Linked DNA regions of Sus scrofa: region 1 is linked to region 2. A link is a contact called in public promoter capture Hi-C data. All regions are on one chromosome and are shown on one strand. The core of a region is the stretch at or near the end of the contact, and the rest is flanking DNA. Distances in the headings are between cores, read along the strand shown. Region 1 holds the start of CD3D (CD3d molecule). Region 2 holds the start of SCN4B (sodium channel subunit beta-4).

The links. Promoter capture Hi-C pulls out the DNA fragments that hold promoters and counts their contacts.
Region 1: a promoter capture Hi-C map of fetal liver shows a contact between it and region 2, with 2.8 times the contacts expected there. The contact joins the promoter of CD3D here to the promoter of SCN4B in region 2. A contact is called at or near these places in 4 of 5 promoter capture datasets (fetal liver, fetal skeletal muscle and liver), 14 of 47 Hi-C or Micro-C datasets (blood, brain, embryonic fibroblasts and 7 more) and 1 of 2 datasets of contacts at active chromatin or transcription factors (skeletal muscle).

What each region holds. Positions count from the first base shown.
Region 1 is chr9:45,641,092-45,646,372 of Sscrofa11.1, forward strand. CD3D (CD3d molecule) reads right to left here and starts at 3,062. Exons shown (of 5, transcript NM_213775.2): 1 at 3,005-3,062; 2 at 804-1,022; 3 at 229-360. The coding sequence starts at 3,059. CD3G (CD3g molecule) reads left to right here and starts at 4,257. Exons shown (of 7, transcript NM_001008686.1): 1 at 4,257-4,327. The coding sequence starts at 4,273.
Region 2 is chr9:45,472,069-45,477,291 of Sscrofa11.1, forward strand. SCN4B (sodium channel subunit beta-4) reads right to left here and starts at 3,538. Exons shown (of 6, transcript XM_013977487.2): 1 at 3,309-3,538; 2 at 2,966-3,060. The coding sequence starts at 2,990.

The DNA of each region.
Region 1 (5,281 bases), core at 1,812-4,311, 170 kb after region 2:
GACAGTGAGACCCCATGAATGCTGCAGGGAGGGGGATGGCAGCTGGGCACAGCCTTGAATGCCAGCATGAGCTGTATGGGCACCCAAGTTCCATCAATGACCAGTTGGAGGAATCCTTAGGCGATTGCAAGAGTGACTCCCAAATGAGACATGATCCACCTCCAGACCCACTCCTTAGCAGACACACACTCACACCCAAAACATACGCACTCTGTCCCTTCCACTTACCCCTAGAGAACCTTCCCATCTCGTGTCCAGCAAAGCAGTAGACTCCCAAAGCGAGGAGCAGAGTGGCGATGATGTCGGTGACAATGATGCCTGCCAGGGTAGCTGAGTCCAGCTCCACGCAGTTCTGGCACACTGTTGGGGAAGGGAGGCCAGAGGACAGGTGGAGAGTCTTCAAGATCAGGGAACCATCTCTGCCTCTTAGGGAAGCCCAAGACCTCTCTCATGCCAAGACCCAAAGTTGAAGAAAGGACTGCTGAGAGCCTCGCTACATCCATCTCCATCCTTCACCCTGAGAAACCCCTGACAAGAGCCTAGGCGTAGTCTCAGTTTTGTAGGAACTTAAACGAGGCAGTGGGCCAAACCATACTGCCAACCAAGCCTCTAGTGCTTGGGTCATCAGGCCCTACTGCTCTTTTACCATCAAGTTCTTTCCCACTCTGAGGGCTCCAAAATCTGGCTCATACCATTAAAAAGCAACCTAGCTTGTTGAGAGAACCACAGCCCCCACCAGCTAGAAAGTTCTCATGTCCAGAGGCCCCATCGATTCTAACCCAAAAGGTCTGGGAGGCACATACTTCGATAATATACTTGCAGAAATATTTTGCTGTTGCTGTCTTGTTCTTTTGGCGCATTGCACTTATATAATCCTCTTGGATCCAGGATGCGTTTTCCCAGGTCTATTTTTTTATCTGAAAGTAGTTCTCCTTCTGTTCCTTGTAGCCATATGATGCTGGTATTGCAACTCACAAACACTTTGTCCTCAAGTTCCTCCATTTCTACCTCATAGGGGCTCACTAAGGAAAAAAATACCATGATTGGAACAAACTCTCTGATCCACACCAAACTCCTTGTTCCGCTGAACCTCATACTTAAGAAGGACTGCTTTCCAAATCTAGAACAGTCTATCGTTCATAATGAGAGAGACAGAAGTCACAGACAAAGGATTCAGTAGGCTCTCCATGAATTACAGGAGCCAAGAATGCAGGATGATGCAAACCAAACAGAGACAGGCCGTGATGACCATAGAACAAAGATGAAATCATGGAGATGGTTGATCCAAGAACCTTCCTGGAAGTGTGTTTAGACCACTGATTAGAAATAGGAGGGGAGCCCAGGTTGCTGAAGCATCCAAGAGGTATGGAAAAGCAGAGGAATGGTCCTCAGTTGGAGACATCCACATCTTCTCCAAGAAAACTTCTAATTCTACTTCCCAGCCACCTGCCACACTTCCATTTCAACTTCTCAGCCTCTTCCCTCCCCTTCTGCTCTTGTCCCAACCGCTCTGTAGAACTCTCACTACTAAACCCTTTCCCAGGGCCAGTGATGGTTGGGGGAAGGAAGAAGCTGGTATAAATTACAAGTGAGCCCAGTGGTCCAGAAGAGGACCTAGGGCAAATCCAGTGGTCAAGATTTTTAGTTTTCCTATCCTGTGCTTAAGGGGAGAGGGCCAGAAAAAAAAATGTTCTATTGGGAGTTCCCTTTGTGGATCAGCAGTTAGCAAACCCCACTAGGATCCATGAGGATGCGGGTAAATCCCTGGCCTTGCTCAGTGGGTTAAGGATCTGGCATTACCATGAGCTGTGGCATAGGCCAACTACTACAACTCCGATTTGACCCCTAGCCTGAGAACCTTCATATGCCACTGGTGCAGCCCTAAAAGTAAAAACAAAAAAAAAAAAAGTAAGTTTCATTGAATCCATAATCCATTCTTGGGGCTCCCCACAAGTCTTGCGCAGAGTGTAAGGGCAGAGTTGTGCACAGCACCTTCTAAATTCACTAAATTACTTTGACTAAGAGCATCTCTACAGCCAAGAGGCACTGCAATCTATATCTCCTATTCCAGGGAAAAGTGGAATCTGCATTTTCCCTGAGCTTCATAGTCAGTTACCAATTTGGGTAGAAGAACATCCTCTAGAACTGCCACCCCCCTCCCCAAGAGCCATTTCTCATGTCTCCATCAGGAGACCATGCATGTTTTCTCAGGGAGACACATGTACTTCAGATGCTACGCAACAGACCACCATGTCTTCCTTGGGGATCCACTGCGAATGGAAATCCTGGATATGCCAGAGAAGCTGACTACTAGGTTAACCATTCATCCCAGTTTGCCTAGAATTGAGGGAGCTCCTAGGACATAGGACCATCAGTTTTTTGGATTGGTGGGGAGGTTCTGGCTACACTCACAATATGCAGAGGTTCCAGGGCCAGGGATAAAATCCCTGTTACAACAGTGACTCAGGCCACAGCAGTGATAGCACCAGATCCTTAATCACTAGACCACCAGGAAACTCCTATCAGTTTTAAAGCCAGACAAACCGGGATGAGTTCATCATTCTTCAACCCCAAATCTCCTCCCCCTCCTGTTCAACCTCAACTTAAGTTTTCTCAGAAAGCATTCTGCTGAGTGCTGGGTGGCCAAATGGTGGCCAAATGACCAAGACTCCTGGATCCCAGAGACATCTTCCCCAGAAGGAACAGTGCTCCCATTACGGGCCCTAGCCTCAGGTGACACACACCCCAACACTTTCTACAGAGCTCAGACCTAAGGTCTTCTGAAGGACATTCAAGGCTAAGACATACCCTAGCGGGAGTCAGTCAAAGCTAAGAACCTGTTTCCCAAGCCCTGTGCTACATCCCAGCACTGCTCTCCTCAACAACCCTGCCTGGTGAAGTTGAAGCTAGCACCGAGGACTTTCAAGTGGATCTCACTCCAGGTGGTGATGGCCCTCTCAGGTCCCTTCTCCAAGATGCCCCCACCCACCTGGAGAAACCTTACCTCGGGAGAGAAACGCAGCCAGTATCAGGCCAGACAGAAACCTGCTATGTTCCATCTTCCAGCAGAGTTCATCCAGTAGACAGACCCAGGTCACAGAACTTGCAGCCTGGGTGAAAGCCGCCCTCCCACAACCGACTCACAGGCACCCGGAAAAAGTAAAGGGTGGGGGAGGAACTGGAAGGTGCCTGTGTCTCTGCTCTCTGCTGCTGGTGATGGGAGATGATTGGGGAAGGGGTATGCTGCGGGGTAGGGGTAGGAAGGAAGCGAGTACAAATGGCTCTTTCTCAGAGCATGGAGTGTGGGGGTGGGGTGGAATGTGGAAGCTGAGAATATGGAAAAAGGGACCTGTACCTCTAGGAAATAAAGGGATATTTAAGGTGCCCTTTCTTCAGTCACTGATGGAAAAAAAGAAATGCAGATTTCCTGTCAGCAATATCACTACATTTACTCACCACTTGAAAACAGTCATTTCTCAAAAACCCTTGAGAGAAACTGTGAACCTCATCCCATAAGCCATACCAGCTAGGTGCCTCCCATTCCTGGTCTTGCTCACTTCGGTATCCTCAACATCTGGCTTGTGCCGGGCACCAGATTAAGAGTGCTGTGCATTTTTGTTGATTCCGACTGGCTGAAGGGCCTAAGATCCTGGGAACTCAGCAAAGGCCCTAGTCCCTGGAAATGCATGACCTGTCTTATTGGAATTGTCCCACCTATTCTTTCCCAGGCTGACCCCTCTGTGAGGATTTCATCTTAAAAGAGTAGTTAAAAATCCCTGGACTGTGATGGCTTTCTGTTCAGAGCTCCAGCCCCAAACACCTAAGAGTTCCCACCTAAATTCAGAGTTCAGACAACAACTAGCATGGGTAACAACTGGTTGAGATACTAGAAACAAATCGTGGTGGAGACATTTATCTTCCTCCTGAAGGAAGGGGGCCTGGGTCACCTCCGGCCCAGCACCCACGGTGGCTCTCGGTGCCAGCCAAGTCTCTGAAATGGGAAACAAGCACTTTCTCCAGCTCTCTCCCCTCCACCTCCCACACTCCTCTCCTTAACGGAAAAGCCAGAGACTTCTGCACCTGCAGCCCTTCTGAGCCACGCCCCCACCCGCTGCCCACCCTTGAGGCAGAGGGTGGAGGCTCTGGGTTCTTGCCTTCTCACAAGGGCCCCAGCTCGAACGATGCTGGGTGGGGCTAGGCTAGCTGCTAGCACAGGCTGGCTGGCGGCTGGGGACTGTTCAGTGCTTCTACTGGGGAAGAACAGAGCGTAAGATGGAGCAGGGAAAGCATCTGGCTGGCCTCATCCTGGCTATTACTCTTCTTCAAGGTAAGGGCCCACTATGGGGTCTGACGGCCTGGAGAAGGGCTTAAGAAAAGGAGCCAGCACCAGGGGGACAAGAATATTGGGATCCCTAACCTCAGTCTGACACCCAAAGTTCAGAGAAGGAAGGGCAAAAGCAAAGCTTCTTGCTGCTCTCTGCTAGAGAGCTGCAGTGTTCCACTGGAGAGATGGAGTCTTTGTCTCTTAAGAAATCAAAACAGAAGACTTTATCGGCTTGAAAGAGGACCCGGATGCCGCCATTTTAGGTTTGAATGTAGGAACCTGAAAAGAAAATATATGCGTTCCTTAACTCAGAGCTGCGGTTAGTGGTCGACTATGAAGCATCCACTCATTTGGTTGGTCAACTGGTCAACAAATATGGGCGAGATCCTACTACACATTAGGCTAGCAGGACATGAAGGTGAATAAAAACCTTCTGCCTGAATGAGCTCAGAACAATGAGCTCAACATTGAGAGATGTTTCAATGTTGCCAGACTGAGTATAAGGCATTATGTAGGATTTCTATGTGAATATTCAGTTGGAAATACAACAGAAAGTGGGTGACCTGGGTCAATGCATGGAATCTGGACTAGAGATTGCTCTCTACACATGGAAATTGTTGAAATCACACAAATACTGTGTAAGATGTGAGCAAGAGGGGGCTGAGGATGCAACTATGAGGACACCATGTTTAAAGGGAAGTTAGAGGAAAAAACACATCAGGAAAGAGATAAGGGAATGATCAATGGGCTGAAATAATCAGAAGAATACAATTCCATAGACACCAAGGGAATGAGAACTTCCAGAAGGAGAGTATCACCAGGAGTGTGAAAGGCCAAAGAGATGTCCACTGATAAAAATATTTTAAAGTTTAAGTTTGGGATTTGGCAAAATAAAGATCATGACTGATTTAGAACAATTTCAGCAGAAGACAAATGGAAATGAGTAGAAAGTGGAGA
Region 2 (5,223 bases), core at 2,288-4,787:
AACAGGGCAAGGTGGGAGAGCCTGTGCCAAGGGTCTACCTAGCATGCTGATCCCGCCAGCAGCGGCAGGCTTAGGGCTTCGGATACCCCCCGGGCCCACATCTCCAGGAAAAGAACAAATGTCAGGATTCAAGCCTAGGCTCTCCCTCCCCCCTTTTCCATCCTCTCCTCCGTGAACCACTTACTTACCCTCTCTTTTTCCCTCCTCTGAGTGGGACTGAGCACCCTCTCCTTAACTGCCTTCTCATTAAACAAGCCCTTAATAAACACATACCAAGGGAAAGAGCGTTAGGCAACAAAGCACCCTCACAAGTGGTAATTACACAGAGATCACAGCAATTAAGCAAATGGGGGAACAAGGAAGGGGTGGGTAGGACAGATGTATTACCAGTTACATGCTTAGGAAGGGGCTGGCACCCACTTCCACCTCAACTGCAATGCTACAGCCTTGGTAACTGCGTCGCAATTTTTTAAAAAGGGGTGTCTGGTCCAGTTATCAAAAATTGCTTTCATCTCAGTCTATGAGACTGAGTTTGATGTGGGGAGAGGGAGTGGGGGGTGAGGACTCCTGGGAGCTGACTGCTCTGAACCCCGTTTCCATGTAGTGGGGAGGGGGAAGGGCCCTCCCAGAACAAAGGGATGGCAACTTGCAATGCCAACATCTGTGTGCCCACAGGTGCAGTTCTGCAACAATGTAGCATAACCTGTATCCATGAGCCCAAGCATAGAGGGGTATCTATAGCCGTCTGCTCAAAATTTATAGAACACCTTCTAAGGGGAACAAAGGAATTTAGATGTAGCGGGAAAAACTAACAGGGTATATAAGGCGACACCCCGCTGTGTTCAGGGCTCAGCCTTTGGATACGAATCCACTGAGCCAGTGCCAGCACGAATAAATGCTGCTTCCCAGTAAAAAGCCTCGGGGTATCATTTCTCTGTACCTAAGTCCTTCAATATCCATAGTTGTGAGAACAACAGCTCTGGGCCCCTAGGCCTCTGTCCTTCTATGCCCGGCCCCAGAGCCTCGCTCCTTCAGCCCATCAGCATAATCCCTGCTGACCTTGCCCGCCAACAGATTTTGGTTAACTAGGAGGCCAGTTGGTGTGAGGGGCCCAAGAGACCTGGATTCTGGCCCACTTGGCCATCAACTGGCCATGCACCTGGGCAAGTCACTTTCCCCCTCTGGACCATGGTTTCCTCATCCTTAGGGGAGCTCTGTACAATGGTTTGCAAAGTTCCTGCCAGGGAAGCACCTCCAGTTGGCTGCCCAATCGTCTCCACACCTCCCCTGTTGGACCGAGAGCAAGGATGGCATCTGTGTCCCAAGCTCAAAGCAATGCCACTGTGAGGGCTTAGCAGCAAGGTCCAGGGAGGGACCCTGGTTGTATTTCCTTTGCAGACCCAAGGGGCAGGGGGCAGAGCAGGTGGGCCCGGTTCTAGGGCCTGCTGGTCCTCCCACTTACAGCTCACTCTGCTCTGCAGATAGCTCAGGGAATCTTCCAAACCTGCTCCAACAGGCCCCTGGCCCTCCCTGGGCTACCAGCTAAACAGCCTTGGAAGATGTGGGGGGCTTCCAGCTGGAGAAAAGTACCAAGAATCTGCCTACAATACATAAAACCCCCCCCACACACACAGAATGTGTAGTGTGGTTTCCCATAAAGTAGTCTATGAATATTCTTTTTTTTTTTTTCTATCTTTTTAGGGCTGGCATATGGACCCGCACCAGGCTAGGAGTCAAATCGGAATTGTAGCTGCCGTCCTACATCATGGCCACAGCAACGCCAGATCCTTAACCCACTGAGCGAGCGAGCCCAGGGATCGAACCCACATCCTTATGGATACTAGTTGGATTTGTTACTGCTGAGCCACAACAAGAACTCCCTCTATCAATATTCTAATAGCCAGGCACTGGCATTCCACCAGCCAACCAGGCAGCAGGAGGAAGGGAAGCCAGAGGTGTTGATAAGCCGGCTAGTTTAATGATCATGTGTGTTTGAATTCCCCAATGACCACCCACCCCTGCCATGGTCACAGTGGGAACTCGGGCTGATTAGAGATAGGCTGAGTGGCAGCTAGTGTAGACTGGCACTGTAACCGCCTCAGAAAGAGGCGCCTCCAGGCCTCAGAGAGACCCACTTCCTAGGGTCACTGTGAAACCAGCACATGTGCGCCTAAGGCACAAGTGAGAACACTGGTGTCTTCTCTCCAGCTGTAAGGCTATAGCAGAATTGGTGGCTCCTGAGTGAAAGATGTACTCTCACCCCCCTCCGCCACCAGGTGCCAACATGACAGGCCTGCACACAGTTTACATTTGCAGAAACAGCAGTGATCGCCCTTAAAGACTTCTGCCTCCCTGCTTTCAGCCCAAATGCCTACGTCGCGTGCCTACCCCATGCAGGGAGCTGCCAAAAGCCACATCTGACAAATACAAACAGGAAGAGGTGCGGGTGCCAGAGATGGAGTTGGCTTACATTTGAAAGCCAGCTCTGAGTTATGAGGAGATAATGTTCTGGACAAATAAATATCATTCCCTAATCTCTTAGAGTTTGATGCTCAAAACTATCATGTGCATATTAATAGATATCGATAATCTGTTCTTTCTGTGTCCTCTGGCCGGGCCTCCTCAGTCTTCATATTCATCCCAAAATGAAGAGCCAGGAGCAGGTGAAACAGGTCCTCCCCATTCCCCCAGGGAATCTCTTCCTAGGAAGAGAGAAAATATCTTTCCTAAAAGGGGGCTTAAATGATCCTCCAAGTCCCTCCAACACATCCAGTCTGCAGGGAAGGCAGTGGACACCAGAGGAAGTAGAGGGCAGAGGAGGCAAACAGAACAAGGATCAGTAGGAAAGGGAGCTCCCCAACCCCCAACTGGTGCATGCCGGTGCCTGGACAACCAGCTTCCAAGTAGCAAAGAGCTCTGAGCAGGGGTAGAAACTAGCATCTCAACAATCACACTTGCAACCCACCTGGCATCCCCTCCACCCAAGGCATTAGCCGCTCTCCCCCAGCAGCTTAAACGTCTCAACTCGGGTCCCCAAGATCCAGCTCCAGAAGTGCGGGGCTGAAGGCACCAGAAACAGCAAAAAAAAAAAAAAACTAATCGCGAGGCTGGCGGGCCGATGGGGCGGGGGACGGCGCACTGTCCCCGGGGAGCTCAGCCCTCCCAGCTAGAGTCTCAAGCCAGTAGCCCCGCTCCAAAGCCTTCCCCCCGTCCAAGGCACTGCTCTTCGAAGTGACCCCTGCTCTGGGGGGAGATGGGGGAGGAGGGGGGAAGAGGCAGGAGAAGAAACCGAGCTGGGGCTGCCTTACCCAAAAGCCCAGTGCCCAGCCATCTCGCCCTGGGTGCGCCTCGGTCCCCGGCCCCGAGCATCGTTCTTTTCTCTCCGGAGCGCGCCAGGGGCGCGGGGACAGGATACAGGGCGCAGCCGCGCTCGCAGCCCGCGGTCTGCAGTGGGCCTGGAGGCTGCCGGGGAGCTCTGCGCCGCCGGCTGAGCTTGGGAAAGTTAGCGGGGATGGCAGGAGAGGAGGGGGAGGGAGGGAGAGGAGGAGCCGACTGCGGGAGCGGCCGCTGAGGGCACGGGGAGAAGGAGGAGGAGCACGAAGAGGAGGAACAGGAGCAGGAGGACCGCCGAGCTAGTGCAGAGGCGAGCGACGCTGCGCCTCTGCTCTGGAAGCGCTCCAGCCGCAGGAGGGGCGGTGGCCGCCGCGGTGCCTGGGGCGCCCCCGCCTCGTGGTCCCCGAGCCCCGGGAGCGTGCCGGGCCCCCCGCTTCCCCTCCGGCTTGGGCAGGGCTGCTGCGGCTTGGCACTGCAGGGCCACCCGCAGCCGCCCGCATCATCCCATGCGCTGAGCTGCCAATTAGGAGGATAGTTTGGGGAGGAGTAGAGGTGGAGCTTTTCGGGTGTTCTACTTTGGGAAACACGAGTGGGGACCACGAGGGGACCGCTTGGATGGCCGACACTGGCGCAGCCGGTGGGCGTGTGCGGGCTTCCCCACTGCACCCCACTGATTCTGACTCGCGTGCAGCCTCTGAGCCCCGCGCCCCGCCTTTGCTCCGCTGGGCAGGGTCCCGGGGACCGGCTTCCAACTGCAAACTGCCCCCGCCACCGCCCATCCACCTCGGCCATTGCTTCATGAGCTGGGAAATCATGATGCCCCTGGTTGGGGAATCCGGCCAGACACTACCAATCCGATTGGGGCTCCTTCTTCACCTTCCTGCAGCACCTCTATTCTCATTTTTCCTACCTAGGCACTCCCCGCCCCTCCCCTTTCACCCTCCTCCAATGGTTTCCTCTGTCCTTCAGAAACCTGAAGTCTTCATGGCCTCACCTCCCTTTGGGGATGGAGGAGCCCAGGTCAGCCCTCCCAGGCTTGGGGGTCACAGCCAGGGCCAAGGTGAAACTGCCAACAAAGGAGCCTTTTCTCAGACACTCTGGAGTTACCAGTGAATAGTGCAGTTTGGGGTGTGGTTTGGTAACTAATGTCTGCTGTCCTCCCCTCGGCACCCCACTGCTAACCTCCCAGCCCCCTCCCTCCATCCCAGGCCCCTTGTTCCTGACCCTCCATCCTTTGCCTCTCTGGGCACTAGTTCAGACTTGGAAACCTGCTCCCACTTCATGGCCTGACCCCTGCTACAGTCCCACCACCACCCACCTTTTTAGCCAGGGGGCTTCAGAGGAATCTTGGGCCCCTTGTGGTTGTATGGGAAAGCCTGAATGTCTATTTGGGTTTTTTCCAGGAGCTGTGACAGTGGTACAGTGGCTCTGTAGTGAGCTGTGATAGTGGTACAGTAGCTCTGGGGAATCTAGTCCTAGCTCCAGCATTTATTGGCGTGTGACCTTGAGCAAGTTATGCAATCTTCTGCAGAAGCCTGTCTGTACTACAGTGAAAGCGAAGATATTTACCTCTTGCAATTGTTAAGAGCAATGCCACCCTTAGGCCTCAGCAGCAGAGGCCTCAGCCTGGGCTCCTCACTCTGGCCCTACCCCTCCTCATTGGAAAAGTAGTTCCTGGGACAAGAGGGACCATATACGTCCTCTTCTAGACCACATGCTGGACATCCAGGACCCTGGAATTCTCTGTTCAAATGACCTGATTCTGAGCAGGTCTCTTCCCTGGGTCCATCCTCACAGAAGCCGCCCAGGCTGGATGTCCGCCCATGGGCCCAGGGAATGAGTAGAGGGCAGCTGTTTGCAGAGAGTGGGCAGTGGATGGAACTTGACATG